Regions from separate parts of the Anser cygnoides genome. Here region 2 is linked to region 1. A link is a contact called in public Hi-C data. All regions are on one chromosome and are shown on one strand. Each heading gives the region's core, a stretch centred on a gene start, on an enhancer-like site or on the middle of the called end of the contact. The rest is flanking DNA. Distances are from core to core; before and after follow the strand shown.

Region 1 (5,791 bases), core at 1,885-4,384:
GTGCCTGGCACAAAACGCTGCCCAGATGTCCAGGGAACGGCGCCGAGAGCCCCCGAGCGGAGGAAGACGGAGCAAGGGCCTTCGGCACCAAGTTCTGGAGATGCTTCCCACCGAGCAGAACCTCACTGCCATGTTTCCACCAGAGAAACAAAGGGTGCTCCGGCCTCTGTGGTTGCCCGCCTCCCTCTTGCCCCGAGAGGAGAGCATTTCTCTGCTTTGTATCATCGCTTCAATTAACTGGATGCTCAGCCTCTGATGAAACCTGCCTTGGAAACCGTCTCCCCCGGGAAGGGTGGGTCACGCAGCCGGGCACGAGGCCGGTCCCTGCTTTGTGTCGCAGCTCCAGCCCCAGCCATCGTGCCCGAGCTGCCTCCGAGCCAGCCCCGCTCACCCAACGAGCTGGAAGCCCGCTTTCCTCCTCCCCAGCGTGGATCCAGTGGATCTGCACCAGGGCAGAAGGATGTGCAGACAGCGAGCCCCAAGCCCTGCCCTGGCCATCCAGAGCCCCACTCCACGAGGAGTCAGAGCAGCTGAGCCTCCTGGTTCCTCCGAAATCACTTCGTTAGCAGTTGTTTGGATTGCAACAGCCTTTCTGTCCCATGGAAATGGGATTCCTTCCTGTCAACAAGCGCCAGTGAAACCCTTTTAACGTGGCACTTCACTAACTCTGCTTTTTGCCGCTGATCCGAGCCAGCAAAGCAAAAGCACAGGCAAACTTCAAGGCCAGAGCCCCATTTTGCACAACCCTTTCCCCACTGCACGACCCGTGTTAAAGAACTGTGTCACGGAGCCAAGCCTGCTCCGCGCCGCAGCGTCAATCTCATGTCTCGGGAGAAACCTCCCGAGCCTGAAACTTGCACCACAATAAACAGAAGAAACTCCCGTTGAATTTACACAGACCTGCGCGCCGTGATGCGGGCATCTGCCACCGAGCAGCTGATCGCCCGTTCCCTGAGCACGCTCCTGAAAATCCCTCTCCTTTCTGCTCTGGAAGCATCAGCTCCCACTGGTGCCAGAGGGAGTTGTCCTCTTGAATTCCCTCCTTGAGCTGCTGGTGAATAACCACACGCGCAAGGATGTCAGAGGATTAGCATATGTTTAATAATCCACTGATTAAGGAGCCCCTAAGCGCTCACTGGCATAGATGAGGGCTGTTGTGTTTTCTAGTGGCCAAACAATGGACAAAGTTCTTCGTTACACCAGGGCATAACGGAGCAGAAGGGGCCTGAGTCACTCGCTACCCCCCGAGAGGTCCCGCGGGCACGGCAGGGCTGACCGCTCAGCGGGGAGGAGCTGCTTTCCACCGCCTGGAAATTGCAAAACAAAGGCCAGACCGTATTGATTAGACCCGCTCTCCCCTCCCGCTGCAAGGCGACCGCCAGCGAGCAGCCGGCCAGACACAGCCCACGGCCAGACACAGCCCACGCTGCTCACTGCCGCCCCGCGCCGTGTGGACTGAGCGAAGGCTGCAGCACGGTGCCGTATGCTTGGTCCCACCCTACCCCATCCACACGCTCCCGGCACCTGCTCCAAGCACGGCGTTTTGGCCGGCGCGGGGGGAAAACAAGCATATGTTCTCCTGTTTACCCGCAGCGGAGCAGCGAGCGATGCCCGGCCGGATTTTGCACCCTGCTGCAGGGCAAACCCTCAGGATCCCGCCCGGCCCTCGAGCCTTTGAGTCGAGTTACAGCCGATGCACGCCCGGATCGGTCTTGGCTGCGCCGTCTCAGTTTTCACTTCTGGGCTTTTCGGCTTCCCGGGTCGTTTCCTCGTTTTCTATTAGCCAGGTTTACAAGTTGGAAATTCCCTCGGCTTCATCGATCTCTTAAGTTTTAATTCGCGCAAACAACGCGGCAGCACTGGGGGAGGCGATCGGCGGTGGTTGGGAACACGTTGCACAACTGGGCGCCTCCATTTCCAGCCCGTCTGCAAGACGGTGCTTTGCTCCAGAACCAAAATAATCGCCCCGCGTGCACGAGCGACCCAACAGGCGAGCTGCACGCACAGGGGGAGGCCGCAAGCGAGCGTCAGACAAAATCCCTCTCTTACAAAACACTTGCAGGCAGAAGAAAGAGCAGTTTTTGTGGCTTCTCCGGGACTGCTGATCGGATTTCCTTTCCCGGCCCTTGCCTGTCCCCATTCTTCCCCCTAATATCTGCAAGCACCTGCATCGCCGTCTCTCCAGCTTCTTCCTGAAGACACGCGGCTGAAGTTTTAAACGGTTGCCTCTAAGTTTGCAAAGGATGCGGGCGAATGGGTTTCGGGGCATGAGACGTGCAACGGCGGCCGGGCTGCGAAGGCAGAGCCGCGCGCAAAGCGTCCTGCAGCGGCTCGCGCCTCCCCGCTGGGTTTTCTCCCATCGCCAGCGGCCCCCCGAGGGTGCCCGACGGGGACCCCCCCCCCCCCCCGGCCCCAAACGCTGCTGTAGGGCCGATCGCTTTGCCTCCTGCAACTTTTACGGGAATTTCCAAGCGCTCACGGCGGAGGCACGAGCAGGCGCTTCGGAGGACGCGGGCCTGGCAAACCTGCAGCCCCCCCGAGGCGCCTCGGGCTTTTTTTGGGGCCCGGGGGTGCCACCTGCCCTGAGCCGAGCCCGCGGGGGCTCCGCTGGGGGGGCTCGGGCTGCGTCCGCCCCACGGGAAGGGCCCCAACGGCCGGGCTGGGTGCCGGGGGGGGGCCTACGGGGTTCGAAGCTCCAGGACTGCCCCCCCCGGCCCAGCGACGGCTCATGAGGCCTCCAAGACCCCATAACACCCCCCCGGCCCCAACGCCCTCAGGGCCCCCCCGGAGACCCCTCACTTAGGGCCCCCCGAGACCCCTCCGGGCCCCCCCGAGCCCTCCCGTCCCGACCCCAGCCCCCCTCAGGACCCCCCCGCCCCGGCCTTAGCCCCCCTCAGGACCCCTCCCGGCCCGAGCACCCCTCAGCCCCCTCCCCCCCCGGTCCCCCGGCCCCCCCACCTGGTACTGCGCGGCCGCGGGCCCCATGGGCCGGTAGCCCGGAGCCGCAGCGGTTGCCGGAGCCGGGCTGGGGCCTCTCATGATGCCGGGCCCGGGCCCGGGGGGCGGCGGGGCGGCGGGGGCGGCGGGCGGCAGGGGGCTGAGCGGGAAGGCGCCGCGGGCGGCCATGGCGGGGCCGGGCGGGCGGGGGGGGGGCGGGGGGGGGCGGCCCCGCCCGCGCTGCGATCGGAAGCGGCGGCGGCGGCCGGGGCTGGAGGCAGCGCGCGGCACCCGCAGGCCCCGCCCCCCGCGCAGGCCGCGCCCCCTCGCCCGTAGCCCCGCCCCCGAGGGCAGCCCCGCCCCGCTCGTGGCCACGCCCCCGAGGGCAGAGCTCCGGCCCGGCAGGGCGGGCAGGCGTGGGGGGGTGAGGGGGTGTGTGAGTGTGTGAGTGTGAGTGTGTACATGTGTGTGAGCGTGTTTGCGTGTGTGTACATGTGTGTGTGTGTGTGTACATGTGTGTGTGTGTGTGTGTACATGTGTGTGAGCGTGTTTGCGTGTGTGTACATGTGTGTGCATGCATGCATGTGTGTGCGTGTGTGTACATGTGTGTGCGTGTGTGTACATGTGTGTGTGTACATGTGTGTGTGTGTGTACATGTGTGTGTGTGTACATGTGTGTGTGTACGTGTGTGTGTACATGTGTGTGTGTGTCTGTGTACGTGTGTGTGTGTGTACATGTGTGTGTACATGTGTGTGTGTGTACATGTGTGTGAGCGTGTTTGCGTGTGTGTACATGTGTGTGTGTACATGTGTGTGCGTGTGTGTACATGTGTGTGCGTGTGTGTACATGTGTGTGTGTACATGTGTGTGTGTGTACATGTGTGTGTGTGTGTACATGTGTGTGTGTACGTGTGTGTGTACATGTGTGTGTGTGTCTGTGTACGTGTGTGTGTGTGTACATGTGTGTGTACATGTGTGTGTGTGTACATGTGTGTGAGCGTGTTTGCGTGTGTGTACATGTGTGTGTGTACATGTGTGTGTGTGTACATGTGTGTGAGCCTGTTTGCGTGTGTGTACATGTGTGTGTGTGTACATGTGTGTGTGTGTGTACATGTGTGTGAGCGTGTTTGCGTGTGTGTACATGTGTGTGTACATGTGTGTGTGTACATGTGTGTGTGTGTACATGTGTGTGTACGTGTGTGTGTACGTGTGTGTGTACATGTGTGTGTACATGTGTGTGTACATGTGTGTGTACATGTGTGTGTGTACATGTGTGTGTGTACATGTGTGTGCATGCATGCATGTGTGTGTCCATACATGTGTGTGCATGGGTGTGCGTGTGCGTGTGTGTCAGTGTGTGCATCGTGTATATGTGCGTGTGTACATGTGTGTGTGCAAGTGTACATGTTTGTGTGCATGTGCGTACATGCGTGTACGATGTACGTGTGTGTACATGTGTGTGTATGTGTGTACATGTGTGTAAATGTGTGTGAGTGTGTTTGCGTGTGTGTACATGTGTGTACGTGTGTGTGTGCATGCGTGTGTGTGGGGGGTGTGCACGTGAGTGTACGTGTGTATGCAAGTGTACATGTATGTGTGCATGTGTGCATGTGTGTGCGTGTACATGTGTATGTGTGTACATGTGTGTGTACATGTGCGTGTGCATGCATGTGCATGGGTGTGCGTGTGTGTGTGTTTGAGTGTGTGTGTGTGCAGGTATACATGTATGTGTGCATGTGTGCATATGTGCGTGCGATGTACGTGTGTACAATGCACATGTGTACATGTGTGTGTACACGTGTGTGAGCATGTTTGTATGTGTGTACATGTGTGTGTACGTGTGTGTGAGTGTGTTCATTGCTGTCCACCAGTGCATGCATGTGCATGTATGTGTGCACATGTGTGCATGCCTACGCATGTGTTTGTGTGTGTGGGGGTGCATTCAGACGTGGGGGTGAGGGCACGTGCGTGTGTGTCAGTGTGCAGGTGTGTGCACGGGCGTGCGTGTGCGCAGCCCGGGCGTGACAAAGGCTTTGTGCGGCGCTGGGCACTGAGCGACCCCGGGCACAGCCACGCGGGTGAGGGCCGCGCAGCGCAAGGCCTGCGGCACCGGGGCCTGCGGTGCCCTCCTGGCCCTCCGGCCGCATCCCTTTTGGCCCACACGTGGTGTGGCGGGGAGGGCAGCGGCCAGGCCAACCCCCAGATGGGATGCGAAAGGCTTTTTATCTTCTAGCACCGGATTGGGAGTAATAAAGTGGATGTTTAACAGACCTTCAGCTGGAACTGCAAGTGAAAATGGGCACCCTGAGGGGGACGGGGCCCTCTGGCAGCTCCGGCGTGCTGTGACGGGCCTCATAACAGGGTGGCCGAAAAATCCCAGTGTTCACGTAGGGGTGTTCGTTGTTTCTTGTTTCTCTTTTCCATCCCATGCTGCTAGGCTGCTGCTCGTCGCTGCCCTGCAGCTTGTGGGGTCAGGGCTGGCCCTGAGCTGCTTTGTGGCCGTGCCGTGAGGAGTCCCTGGAGGGGCTCAGATGGGGAGATGTGGAAACGCTGCCAAGTGCCCTGCTGTCGGTCTGCTTACCCAGAAATCAGGCCCCACAAGCAGGGTGTCCCCTTTGAGCTTTGCTTCATGAGCACTAGATGGAGCAAAGCACCAAAAAAGTGAATTTTCCTGTTAAATTACATCTCCCACATCACTGCTATTTGAGTCAGTCCTGGTGGTAGACCCCCACGTCTGGAAGAAATGGGGATGAAAGGAGGTTTGGGGGCACTTTGTGCTCCCTGCTTGGGGCTATCCTTGCCTGGGTCTCGCTCTGCCTCCCTGCCTGCATGCTTCCACCGCATGCACCATTATT
Region 2 (5,791 bases), core at 1,600-4,099, 360 kb before region 1:
TTCCACTGGTACTGTATCTTGCAAATCAGCTAGGAGAAACCATGAATGGTAAGACAAAGGAGGAGGGTGTATGTGGCTGAGCTCAGACCACGGCAGAAAAATCAGCTTGGAGGGAGTTCGCTGAGCAGAAAGCTTTGGCGAGTCCAGTCCTGATACCTTAGTGGGCCTGAAGTGCTCAGCCTCACCGCACGCTGCGCTAGCATACGCTATTGCAAACAGTGGATGTTGGGGATGTGTCACGTCACGCCTGACAGGGAATAACGTGTCAGGATCTCCCACCGGTGTGAAGACAGCTCCTGCAGCTGTGGGTTGAGTGGCTGAGTAATTGCACTGCAAATGATGGAGTGATCAGTGCTGATGACTCCTCTCTGTACTGGGGGCTTCAGCTTTGCTTTTCACATGTGTATGAAACTGAAAAGAGGTGCTTGCGTGGAAGCTGCCACCCCAGCAGTCTGCTGCTGGTCGCAACCCAGCAGGAAAATCCACTCCACGGGCTGCCAGCAGCACCCAGCCACTGGGACCTGTGGGGGAACTGGGGCAAGGAGAGGTGGGGATTGAAGGGCACTGTGAAGCCCCCATGTGTGCAGGAGCAGGACGTGCTGAAGTGCCAGCTTAGGGACGTGCAGAGGCGTGTGTTTTTATAAAATGTGAAGTATCCAGTGTGATTAATTACTTTGAGGTTACACCCAAAATTCTATTACCACCTCTTTCAGCTGTGACTGCCAGGCCTGAGCCGTTTTTTCTCCATGAGCATGTTACAAACACCAGGTCTGCTTCTCTTAGCGACCTTGCTGGTCTTTGCTCAGCGTGCAGTACTTTAGCACAACAATGTGAACCAGAGGGAGGATGGGGGATGGAGCCACTTGTAAAGCGGCCAGAGATGTGTGGCCTTGAAGATGTTTCGATGCCGGGTGTTCCTGTATGCCTCCAGCATTTCCTCTTCAGGGCCAGGTAGCTGTAAATGCAGGTGCTTGAGCTGCTGGTGGCCAGTGGATGCACCTGAAAGCCAGGGGGCTTTGCTGCTGGGCTTGCATTTGGACCATTGATCCTGTCCCTGGGATTAGAGGTGTGCTTTGATCCTATTTGCATTGAGAAAGATAGCAAAATTAGTGACTGGTACCGAACCCACAGGGAGTCGGTGCTGATCGCTCAGTGTTCGTAAACTCCCTGGGACTCCGGATTCCTTCTGGAGGGTTGGCTGCTCATGCAAACTGCATGTCAGTTACGATCACGCATCTTGTAGTATAGCTAATAGCAGTGTGTTCACTTTGTTGTATGCTTGTATTGCTAAATACAGTGTCTGAAACGGCAGGATGGCCAGCACTGACCTGTTTTTTAGGACGGTTTCTATTTTGGAAGACTTGGAGATAAAAGCTGTCTGTCTCTCAACCTAGCTTCTAAGGGATGCTCTGTTTGCAGGAGATTGTTCCCTGATAAGCTTTGGGTTTGGTTAAAGAATTCAGCCAAATTTAGCTTGATGTAAATTTTATTGCAGATTGGAAAGAAATTCTTAAGAAATACTGGTCAGCAATGCTCTGTCCAGTGCAGTGTTAGAGTGCAACCAGCATTTTTCTTCCTGTGTGTGCAAATCAGCTTCAAGCCTTTGTCCAAGGAGGAATGTAAAAGTATTTGTGGAAGTCGCATAGCTTACTAAGGTAGTTGGCACCAGGGTCTGAACGCTTGCACTTGCCTAGCCTGGGCGCAAGAGCTCCTGCCGCAAAACCCAAGATCATTGACTGCTCTTGCACAATTTCTGCACTTTGATCTGTCCATGTTTTACCTTGTTGTTTTTGCAGGGGAGGGGAGGTTACCGAGCTGCTCTGGGACAGCCCCCAGATGGGGATATGCTGAACCCCAGCAGCCAGCCGAGTGAGCCAGGAGGTAGACTGGGGTGCTCAGTCATGCTGGGAGCACTGGTGGATGCTTGGTCTTGGATTAACTTCTAACCTTTGAGCTTATTAACCCAGAACCAAACCAGCTTCAGTCCTGGGGCAGAGGTCGTTTGTGAACAGTAAGGAGAGAAGGATTTATAGGACATAAGCCTGAAAAAGGCACATTACAAGTTAACGTTGCATTAGTGTTTTCCCTCTGGAAGCTGTGCTTTTTAACAGAAGCACCCATCGCTCTCAGTGGCCTCTCTAGCAGCAGTGGGGCAGATAAAACGAGGTTGCCCAAGGACCAGATCCTCTTTGTCTGAAGTACCACCACTGCTGGCACATCAGCTGCTTCCTCCTCTTTGTCTGTCCTCCCACAGCATCGCCAGGGCAAGTGCCAGAGAGCTGCAGGCGCTCACTTGACTGCAGCCAGCAAAAGGGACGTGGAAAGGCTGAGTTTGGCTTGCCTTTCCATCAGCGAGGTATTTATTTTGGATATCTCTGGCAGTTAATTTTTCACTTAGCTTGTGTATTAGTCTTCTGTCTGTCAGCCTTGGGGCAGAGTGGGGACTGACAGATGGACAGGCGGCGTGATTGTGCCAGCGGAGGTAACCGGGCTGAGATGTGCGCTGCTTTTGAAAAAACAGAACTGTATTTCCTCTTTCACTCTCAAATATCAAATGTCAGCAGAGATGAGTTTGGAAAGGAAAAGGTTAAGTATACAACAGCTTTGTAATTTTTACCAAGAGGGTTTTTTTTAACTGTAAACTTTCAGGGGAAAGTCCTTTACTTTCCTCCACACTTAAAAAATGTCAGCTTCCTCCCAAGCAGAATCTCTGCCCCAAAGCGCCGCTTCCAGCCTCATCGTCTACCAGCCTAATTGTAGCTGCCTGAGCGAGCCCTGCGAGCCCTTCTTCCTTTGCTCTTACCTGGGTGACCTCACGGTGAATTGGGCTGGGTCAAACTGAATTCTGGGCGATGAGGCTTTGGGTTGCTGCCTGTTTTTGTGTCTCCTTCGTACACACCCTCACTCACAGCGTGCTCGTCTCCGTTTCCCAGAGCACGTGGTCTGACCTGAGCTGGGGACCTGGGCACCCAGGCTAGGATTTTAGATGGCTGAGAGGAAGCAGGTATGAATGTCAGGGGAGAGGAAAGGCTAGAGTCTGTTCAGTGAAGGATTTGCATGCCGTGGTGAAGGGGACAGCGACCAGCTCTGAGTGCTCTGGGTCCTTTATCTATAAGGACAACTGTCTTGAACATCTCATTTCACTCCCCCATGCCAAAAAAGCTGTGTCAGTACAGCTGTGTGTATACAAAAATAATTCTTTCAGTGCTGTGTCAGTCACTTCATGCATCTTCCCAGCTCAGGCTGACAGCTATTCCTGGGAAAGTTTGTATTTAGTCTGAGCCTTGCTGAACTGAATGCCTCTGCGGGGTTTGCACGGGGTTAGTTAAATAGCTTTAATTAAAATGGAGTTCCTTTGTGTCTAGACAGGTTGTGAATGCAGGTGGGTTTCATCGTGTCACCAGCCAGTGAAGGATCTTCAACCATAGCTCTACCTGGGATGACGCATCCGCCCCATCTCATTTGAGGCGTGCCGTGCTTTTTACCCAGACGCTGTTGAAAGAGGGCTAATGGGCTTTGTTTCGTTGTTTCATCTGAAGCTGTCATCCTCTTGTTTCCTTTCCAGCAGCCTCAGAACTGCTTTTTCAAGGTGCTTGCCCAGCTGGAATATCCCTAAATATGCATAAAGTCCCAAGTCACGTATTCACAGATTCCCATAAGCAGAGCACACCAGAATGTTTAAGCAGGGGCTATATAAATTATTAAACAAAGGTAACAAGCCAATGAAGTGGTGGTAGGTGATGAAATGAAGGTGAGGAAAGAAGCAAATTAGATCCCTGATGTGTAGCTGCCCTTTCTGCAGCTTCTGAGGCATCCTTGCTGCTAATGAATTTGATTGCTTTGGCTGTGTCAGCTGAAACACCTTCTGCATGCTGGTGTCAGTGGGTGTTGTTGCTGTTGATGGTAACAATGACTTGGAAGAGATTTGGTTGTTTTCAGACCGCAGGTATGAACGTGTGATTATGCATAGTAGTGTCTGCTGATTTTCCAAGCAATGAATTTCAAAAAGGGCAATAAGAGCTTTTACTGCAGAACGGTTGAAAGACGAAAGGCTTTTCCAGCCACATGCTCCCTAGGTGCCCCTTCGCCCCTGGCATCCCTGAGACCGCTCATCTTATCAAGTGAGCTGCAATCAGCTTTCATCCTGTGACACTGGGGGAAGTAACAAGACAGATACTTGCCTGTCTTGAACGTAAAGATCACCATCTGATTCCATTTCTGTTGCTAAGATGCAGGACAGTTTTACCATCAGCTTGGTTCATCTATGTGCACTGTTACTCACCCCATTCACATCAGGCGTGCTTGAGGACAGCGCTATAGGAGGAATTTTATTCACAACCACAGCGTGCTGTGCCTGGCCGTGGCTCTCTGTGTTCAATCTGATATGCGGAGCAGTAAGGCCACTTAAGTTCTTAAAATATTTCTGAACGAGATGGTGCTGATCTTACCCTATATAGCTAATGAGATGGAATATCAGTAAATCCATTAATTAAATTCGCAAGCTCATTTCTAAGGAAAGAAGAGACAGGAGGGAAAGTGCCTGGGACACAGGGCTCGTGCATGGCTCCCCGTGTCGACAGCCTTGTCGGCAGACAGGTATCGGTCAACGTTCACGAATTTTTGCTTTGCTCACCTGAGTGTAGGCTGGGAAATTCTGACATCACCAGCTCGTCTCTCTCCAATTCGCCTGGGATTCTTATCCCTCTCAGCATCCCTGGAGGTTGGTTGCCAATGATGTGTTAACTGCATCTCCTACTTGAGTTCAAAGGAATTGGGTTAATGAGCGTAAAGCAGCAAGCAGAAAGTCAGCCATCAAATTATATTGGCGCTTGTTTGCTACCTACTGAATTTCCCACTTCATCTGTCTTTGATCCTTGTGATGCAGGCAATTAAATACAGCAGTGATAAACATAGAAAAAAATATGGCAACCTTACAAGCTAAATTTATTCCTTTTCTTTTGTGTTATGTGGTCTTCATATAAAGCAAGAAACTGTATGAATGAGAGTAGGGAGGGGAGACAAAATTAGTGGAAAACCTTTTATCTGAGGAAACAAAGTAGATATGGAGAGAAACCCTAATATCCTAAAATCCTCAGGTTCTTCAGCAAGCTTGGAAAAGAGTCAGCAGCACAGCCTGTCAGAGGAGCAGCAGCTCAGGAAAGCCTCTCAGAAGGACAGCTAAATCAAGGAATTGAATTTGGCAGCCTTGGGTTTCACGCGACCGAGTGAGATCCTGAACTGGGGCACAGGCAAGATGCTGCTTCTGTCCTAAAGAGCAAGATCAGGAAAGCAATATCAAAATAAATAAGGCTAGAAAAAGGAGCTGCTCTCAAGTACTGCCGTTTGTGTGCTATTGCATCGTGTGGCTGATGGCATTAGGCCTCTGGATCAGAAAAAGGATGCTCTCTCCATCTGTTGCTGGAACAGCAAGCAAGGTAGTACAGACTGACCCAAGAACCAAACACTTGCTTTCAAGATGTTTAAATATTCATTTTAAGAGCATCCTCTGCCTCTGGAAGAGAGGCACAAATATATTGGGGAGTTTCAGGACAGCAGCCAGCATTCTCCAGCATAACGGCCTGCAGCGTTTCTGCAGACGCTGGGAGCAATGCTTTGCTGCAAGGTTGGCCCCATGAGTGTTCAGCGAAGGAGTGCCAAAAAAAGCTGCGTGCAGAACAAGCCAGGGAGCCGGGGCTGTTTGTCAGCGTGAGACACGCTGCCCTTGCTGACAGGCTGCCTTTCAGCTCCCGTGTTTGCCTTGGAAAGGGCTTTCACCAGCATGTGAAAAGCA

Evidence for each region. Hi-C and Micro-C count contacts between places; a contact is called where the count stands out from the background.
Region 2: a Hi-C map of liver shows a contact between it and region 1, with 2.4 times the contacts expected there. The contact joins the enhancer-like site here to the promoter of SMARCD2 in region 1. A contact is called at or near these places in 2 of 7 Hi-C or Micro-C datasets (both in liver).

Annotation. Positions count from the first base shown.
Region 1 is chr22:2,866,605-2,872,395 of Taihu_goose_T2T_genome, reverse strand. It overlaps SMARCD2 (SWI/SNF related, matrix associated, actin dependent regulator of chromatin, subfamily d, member 2), which reads right to left and starts at 3,134. Exons shown (of 13, transcript XM_066981450.1): 1 at 2,959-3,134. The coding sequence starts at 3,126.
Region 2 is chr22:3,230,724-3,236,514 of Taihu_goose_T2T_genome, reverse strand. All of the region lies in intron 21 of MYO1D (myosin ID), which reads left to right. Among named protein-coding and RNA genes, the nearest start is that of CDK5R1, 39 kb to the right of the region's middle. Within about 2 kb of position 2,849, at least 1 of the 3 cell types and tissues checked has open chromatin away from gene starts, as enhancers often do. A contact at or near this core is called in liver, where this site is marked.